2 separate regions of the Salmo salar genome follow, and region 2 is linked to region 1. Evidence: chromatin contacts called from public Hi-C data. All regions are on one chromosome and are shown on one strand. The core of a region is the stretch at or near the end of the contact, and the rest is flanking DNA. Distances in the headings are between cores, read along the strand shown. Region 1 has its middle 92 kb from the start of sesn1. Region 2 holds the start of foxo3b (forkhead box O3b).

The links. Hi-C and Micro-C count contacts between places; a contact is called where the count stands out from the background.
Region 2: a contact with region 1 is called in a Hi-C map of muscle, with 13 times the contacts expected there. The contact joins the promoter of foxo3b here to the enhancer-like site in region 1. A contact is called at or near these places in 3 of 3 Hi-C or Micro-C datasets (blood, gill and muscle).

What each region holds. Positions count from the first base shown.
Region 1 is chrssa06:72,726,336-72,729,954 of Ssal_v3.1, forward strand. No RefSeq gene overlaps it. Among protein-coding and RNA genes, the nearest start is that of sesn1, 92 kb to the left of the region's middle. Within about 2 kb of position 2,201, at least 2 of the 13 cell types and tissues checked have an H3K27ac peak or open chromatin away from gene starts, as enhancers often do.
Region 2 is chrssa06:72,857,127-72,860,856 of Ssal_v3.1, forward strand. foxo3b (forkhead box O3b) reads right to left here and starts at 1,577. Exons shown (of 3, transcript XM_014205504.2): 1 at 1-1,577. The coding sequence starts at 553.

The DNA.
Region 1 (3,619 bases), core at 951-3,450:
ATGTCTTGAGTCAATAAGTATTCAACCCCTTTGTTATTGCAAGACTAAATAAGTTCAGGAGTAGAAATTTGCTTAAACAAGTCACATAATAAGTTGCAATTGTCACGAACTGGCTCGAAGCCCGTAACAAAAAGGGAGACAACGTGGAGATAAAGAATAACAAAATATATTTATTAACTGAAGTAAAGTAAATACAATTAACAATGGTGTGTGATAATGAGGGGTGTTGAAAGGTGCCAACACAAACAAACCAAATAGCCACAAAAATGCCACAACCAAAATCTGTCTGTGTCTGCATGGAGAGAGTCTCCCCAATGAATGGGGAAGTGGTGCATTTATCCTGGGACACACCCGAGCCCAGGTGTGTCCCATTTCACTGACGACTCTCCCGGCTCCGCCCACCGACATCCTATTAAGGAAAACAAGAGCAAAGAGAAAGAATTTGGCAGACAGAGTGGGAGGGTCATCACACAATAGTGTTTAACATGATTTTTGAATGACTACCTCATCTCTGTACCTCACACATCCAATTATTTGTAAGGTCCTCCAGTCGAGCAGTGAATTTCAAACACAGATTCAACCACAAAGACCACAGAGGTTTTCCAATGCCTTGCAAAGAAGGACACTTATTGGTAGATAGGTAAAAATGCAGAGCTTGGTGAGGTTATTAATTACACTTTGGATGGTGTATCAGTCACTACAAAGATACAGGCATCCTTCCTAACTCAGTTGTCGGAGAGGAAGGAAACCGCTCAGGGATTTCAAAATGAGGCCAATGGTGACTTTACACAGTTCCAGAGGGCCTCCCGAGTGGCACAAGCGGTCTAAAGCACTGCATCGCAGTATTAGAGGCGTCACTACAGATCCGCAGCCGGCCGTGACCGGGAGACCCATGAAGGGGCGCACAATGACTCAGCGTCATCCGGGTTAGGGGAGGGTTTGGCCGGGATGTCCTTGTCCCATCGCGCTCTAGCGACTCCTGTGGCAGGCCGGGCACATGCACGTTGACATGGTCACCAGTTGGACAGTGTTTCCTCTGACACATTGGTGCGGCTGGCTTCCGAGTTAAGTGAGCAGTGTGGCTTGGCAGGGTCGTGTTTCGGTGGATGCATGGCTCTCTACATTCGCCTCTCTTGAGTCCATACAGGAGTTGAAGCAATGGGACAAGACTTTAACTACCAATTGGATATCATGAAATTGGGGAGAAAAAGGGGTAAAAAGTACACAAATAATACAGTTCCAGAGTTTGATGGATGTGATAGGAGAAAACTGAGGATGGATCCACAACAATGTATTTACTCCACAATACTATTGTTTGCAATAAGGCACTAAAGTAAAACTGCACAAAAATGGCTAAGAATTTAACTTTATGTCCTGAAATCATTATGTTTGGGGCAAATCCAACACAACACATCACTGAGTACCACTCTTCACATTTTAAAACATGGTGGTGGCTGCATCATGTTATCGGTATGCTGGTCATCAGCAAGGACTGGGGAGTTTTTTTAGGATAAAAATAAATGTAATAGAGCTAAGCAAAGGCAAAATCCTAGAGGAAAACCTGGTGCAGTCTGCTTTCCAACAGAAATTGGCAGACAAATTCACCTTTCAGCAGGAAAGGCCAGATATACACTGGAGTTGCTTACCAAGACAACATTGAATGTTCCTGAGTGGCCTAGTTAGAGTTTTGACTTAAATTGGCTTGAAAATCTATTGCAAGACTTGAAAATGGCTGTCTAGCATCAACAACCAACTAGGTGTAGGTGATGTGGTGATGATCATTAGGTGTAGGTGATGTGTAGACATTGCACCTACTATACAGTCTTGTATAGGGTTAGGGTTAGGGTTAGGCACCTACTATACAGTCTTGTATAGGGTTAGGTTTAGGGTTAGGCACCTACTATACAGTCTTGTATAGGGTTAGGGTTAGGGTTAGGCACCTACTATACAGTCTTGAGTAATTCATTTTAACAACGCCTTTATCATATGCAACTTTAATATATATATATATATATATATATATATATATATATATATATATATATATGTATTTAATCCATTTTGAATTTAGACTGTAACACAACAACATGTGGAATAAGAAAAGGGGAATGAATACTTTCTGAAGGCACTGTATATCACTGTGTGTGACCAGTTACTTCAGTTAACACCAGGTGTCCCCATTGCAACAGAGGTTGCAGAAACTGAAGCTTCTCTTCCTGATACTGTATTGTATATAGCCTGTGTTGCTGTCTGCTCCTGTGTGTGTGTGTGCCTGAGCTTGTGTCAGTCGCATACAAAGAGACCTGCAACAGACAGGAACTGAGACCACAGCTTTGTGGGTTAACCCTGGTTAAAGCCGTTCATGCTTTGTCACTGTGACTTTACTCAACAGTTATTTTCAGTTACAGAACCGACAGCAACACCGATAACTTGCTGTTTTAATTTACACTGTTTTGTTCACTGTCTTTTTGTTGTCATTGATGATCAAATGAATCCTGACAGTGCTTTAAAATCCCTACCAGGCTAAAGCATATATTGGATGACTTACTAACATAACTGAGGCTGGTACACAGGGCATAGACTAGAGCAGAGAGCACAAGCAGAGATGATTGTTATTCTAAATGTCAGAGAGAGAGAGTGAGAAAGAGAGAGAGAGAGAGTGAGGAAAAGAGGGAGAGAGACAAACACACACACAGACATACTGTAGACAGAGAGAGAGAGAGAGAGAGAGAGAGAGAGAGAGAGAGAGAGAGAGAGAGACAGCGAGAGAGAGAGAGACAGCGAGAGAGAGAGAGACAGCGAGAGAGAGAGAGACAGAGAGAGAGAGAGAGAGAGAGAGAGAGAGAGAGACAGAGAGAGAGAGAGAGAGAGCATGCGGTCTGTGTGATGGGATCAGGGCCTGGTAATAGGTCCTCTGTGTGTGATAGTGCCTTCTCTGAGACATGATCTCATCTGTGTCTTGGGCCTGGGCAGTGCCTGGCCGGTGGACAGTAGTCAGTCAGTTAGTCAGTCCCAGCAGAGACGCTGCTACGCGGCTTCTAGCTGTGCCCAGATGGGCACCCAAATCTAATAGACAGCCATTTCGAGCTATAAAGCCCAGGCTTATTGGAGAAAAAGAAGCAGCCAATGTCTAATCTCTCTCTCTTTTTATTTCTCACTCTCTTTCTCCATTTCTCGAGCGTGCACGGCACACTCCAGCTCTAAATCTCCCTGACTCTGTATAGCAGTCTGTTATTTTCTCTCTCTCTCTCACCCCTGGCTCAACCCCTCGCTCTCTTTCCACTTTCTCTAAGATGGCTTGGTCTAAACAGGAAAGTTCTAAACAAGGAGAATGACTGGAGTTTGGGAGTACAGACATGTAAACCTTAAACACTGAACTTGAACTGTGAAACAAAAACGGTATGAGTTTGCAAGACAAAGAGTGAAGGGCTTTCAGATCATGTCCATGAAAATCTGAAGATGGTGATCTCACATATATTGAGTAACTAGATCAGTGGAGTGAGAGTTGGGGGTCTGGCGTCGAATCTATTGTAGGTTCTCAGTAAAAATGTGTCTTGGTCTTGTTTCTCAGTGAAAGTGTTTAATTGTTGTTCCCCCGTAACAGCTCCAGCAGCTCCAG
Region 2 (3,730 bases), core at 327-2,826, 130 kb after region 1:
ACCCAGCCGAACTGTTACTGTCGCCTTTGTCTTTGAAGTACGGCACACATCTCACCATCCAGTCATAAATCTGAGACAGAGTCAATCTCTTGTCCGGCGTGCTCTCTATGGCTTTAGTTATCAGGTCAGCATATGATAGATTCCCCCATGCGTTCCTGCGCGACGAAGACTTCCGTGGAGTCTGCGGACCTGGGCCGCTGGTGCCGAGTGCGCCTGAAGTGGTCGTAGGGGAGTGGGAGGAGAGCGGGGAGCCTCCGTTCTCCTGTCCGGACAGCAGTCCTTCGGCCGTAGGGCTGTTGCTGTTCTGGTGGTCTGCTCCCAGGCTGGAGCTGGTGCCATTGACGTTGATGGCCATGGAAGTGGCATGTTGTTCCTCTTCGTCATCCTCTTCCTCGGGTATAATGTCAGTGTCGTTGCTTTCTGGTTTCCCCGCATTGGACTCGGGTCGGGGCAACGGCCAGGTGCATGATCTTGGCCGTTTTTGTGGCTCGAAGTCTGGGTCTATGGCCACGTCCAACTCATGGAGAGGGCTGGGAGTTGGGATCTCGGCCATCTCTCCTTCAATTACTAGCTCGTCCCCGTTGCCCGCTGATAAAGTCAGTAGATATGTAGTGGAGACCTGTCAAAGTTGCATTCCATGAATGCACGCCCCCGTCCTTTGTTGCTATTCCAGACCAGCAGTCCCCAAGGGTCACTGCAAACTCCGCGCGAATTGATCAATTAAATCCTCTGTATTACAAAAAGAGCACCAATATGCTGTTCGGGGTGGATTTAAAACGTAGAATGTCGTGGACTATTATAAGTGTATTAACACCATAACTGGTAAACTATGGCTATTCTCCTTGAAAAGCAAGCCACAGCTACTTCACGTTTGACAATCACAACAGTTCAAAACGGGTTGCTGCATGGTCATGGTATTTCTCCTAGACTGGGGCAATGGTAATAATAACAGTATAGTGTGTACAGTTCGGTTCACGAGTAAATTATAAACGGTGTACCACGGATTCGTTCATCAATGAGCGGATTACGCGTTCCTTCCTTGCACGTTCAAGATCAAATCCCGCACTGTTTCAAAATAACTGAATACACCTATTGGCACCGTGAAAGTGAAGCTGTGGCCAGGACACAGTGCAGCCCCCCTCTACGTTCAGGGCTGCCACGGATAAACGCGCTATGGTGAATTCGATGGCTGCAACACCAGCGATTAATCCCCGCATAGTTCTATTCCAATTGCCATTGCTGCCATTTGAACAAACTCCCTTTCGCTTCCAAGTCCTTTTTACTACCAGACTGCACACAGGAAACCTGCGTTTGTTGTCAGTGTCGACAGAAAAACGAAAAGGAAAGGAATAACCGAAAATGATATCTCAGTCTATTCAACGTCGCCTTTACTGACCACGCAGCACAGTTGGTATGGAAAACGAAACGCCACCTCACTCTCAGTTACAGTAGCCTATCTCTCCAGCAGCACACATAAACACTAACCTATCTGCTTAGCATATTCCGTCTTAAGACAGCCCTCATCAAGCTCGAAGTTATACAGCAACAGCAGCAATAGGCTAGTAGCGTTGCCACCCCCACTGAAAAGGCAAGCCCCCTGGATTCAGTATACGAGATCGCCCTTTAAAGAGACACCGCTCCTAAGCAGTCTACAGCATGTGCGCACTAAAGCAGTGGAGGCTGCTGAGGGGAGGACGGTTCATAAAAACGGCTGGAACAGAGCAAATGGAATGGCATCAAACACATGGAAACCATGTTTGATATTTGATACCATTCCACCAAATCCGCTCCAGCCATTAACACGAGCCCATTCTCCCCAATCAAGACGCCACCAACCTCCAGTTGTCAAGGCAAGCAGTGTGTGGAAGGGACACATGTCCCGGCATGTTGAGGGATACAGAAATAGAAAGACAGATCGTCAAAATATTATTTTACACCGATAAGAACACAAAGAATATTCAAAGTTGGACAGAGGACATTCATATTTAATTCCAAATAATTGTATTGCTCCTTCTGGAAATGTTTACAATTCATAAGCTAATGACATTAGGACAATAATTTATACATATTGTTGACACATATTATTGTTGCCACTTCCTCTGTAGCACACTATTACAATGTAACAACTGACATGCACATGTGAAACAACATAGGCAAATACCAGCAAGGTGTGTTTATTTTCCTCGTGTTGGGTATTACACTTCGTTCATGACATGCACATGTCATGCATTCTATCAAATATGTCAATGAAAGTCTTTCAGTCAAATTGAGTAATTTTATTTTAATGACAGTCTCTTTAAAAATGTCTATCACTTGTCCCTTTAATCCGTGAGCATGGGTGTCAATCAATCTCGACAGCGCGCGCAGAACACGCCCCCTTCAAGACAGATCGACCGCTTCAAACATATGACGTCATTCCATTTATAATCAAGCGATAAGGGAAGAAATCCTATACGGTTCTCCGTTCTGTAAAGTGATGCTTCGGAGTGATCTCCCTCCCTCCCTCCCCCCCACCACCTCCTTGTCTGTACGAAAATATCAGCAGTAGCCAGCCTACATACGTCCTTGTCTGTACGAAAATATCAGCAGTAGCCAGCCTACATACGTCTTTGTTCCAGAGAAGATGTGTAAATTGCCGGCCCACCTTGCAGGGACACGCGATCTCGATTTCTGTAATCCGTACAGAAATGATCGTGTTCCACCTGTGCGAACTGCGCTGTATTCATCAATGAATTCTTGGAACGGTTGGTATTGATTATGACTGGATAATAACAATCCGATATAATATTTCAGAGAAAACATGCACACATCCTGCAAGGCATTACTTGTGTAGTTATGGCTTTGAATTTCACATGGAAAACATCCACACTATTTCGTTTATTATGATAACAAAGGAAATAGATACACATGCATACAAAACGAACACAAGAACACACACACACACACACACACACACACACACACACACACACACACACACACACACACACACACACACACACAGTTCCTCTTTGTTCCTCCTGTCCCAGCTATATAAAGAGGAATGGCTGATACAGCAGTTTGGTGCCTGTGAATAGCTGCTGCAGTGGAGGGTTAACTGCGGGGTGATGTCACCTAGGTCCTAAGGCTGTACCAGTCACCTGGAGCTCCTAACAGTCTGAAACGGCCCGACCTAAGTTGGCACAATGTTTTTAGGCATCAGAGAGAGGAAAGGGCCACAGGAGGTGGATGAATGAATGCTTCTGTAAGCTGTTGTAAGAGGACAGTGTAAAAGAGAGAGAGAGCAGTGAGAGAGAGAAAAGGTGTGACAGGTAGTCTTGCTGGTTGAATTGAAAACAGTGTCATCCTCCAGGGGTGTATTTATAATGATCACATCACAGCATTGTCAGATGTGTCATTTCAGGCCAAGAACATGTATAGCTGTTTGAAGTGCGTACTGTCATTGCTCCTGTCACTTTTACCTGTCCCCACCTGCTGTGACCTCTGATGTCACTCACCACATCACAGGAACCAGCTCAACAAAGACTTCCATTCAGTGTCCCTAAAAGAGCGAACACATCAACAGGATAGTTGTCTGCACAGTAGGGAGCCGTTCGTTCGCTTGCTCTCGGTGCAGTGTGTTATAGGGGTCACAGGTCTACAGCAGAGGCCTACCATGGAGAATGATAGAGATAACATCATTGTATCGTCGCATTATTTTGGCCTCCCAAGTGGTGCAGCGGTCTAAGGT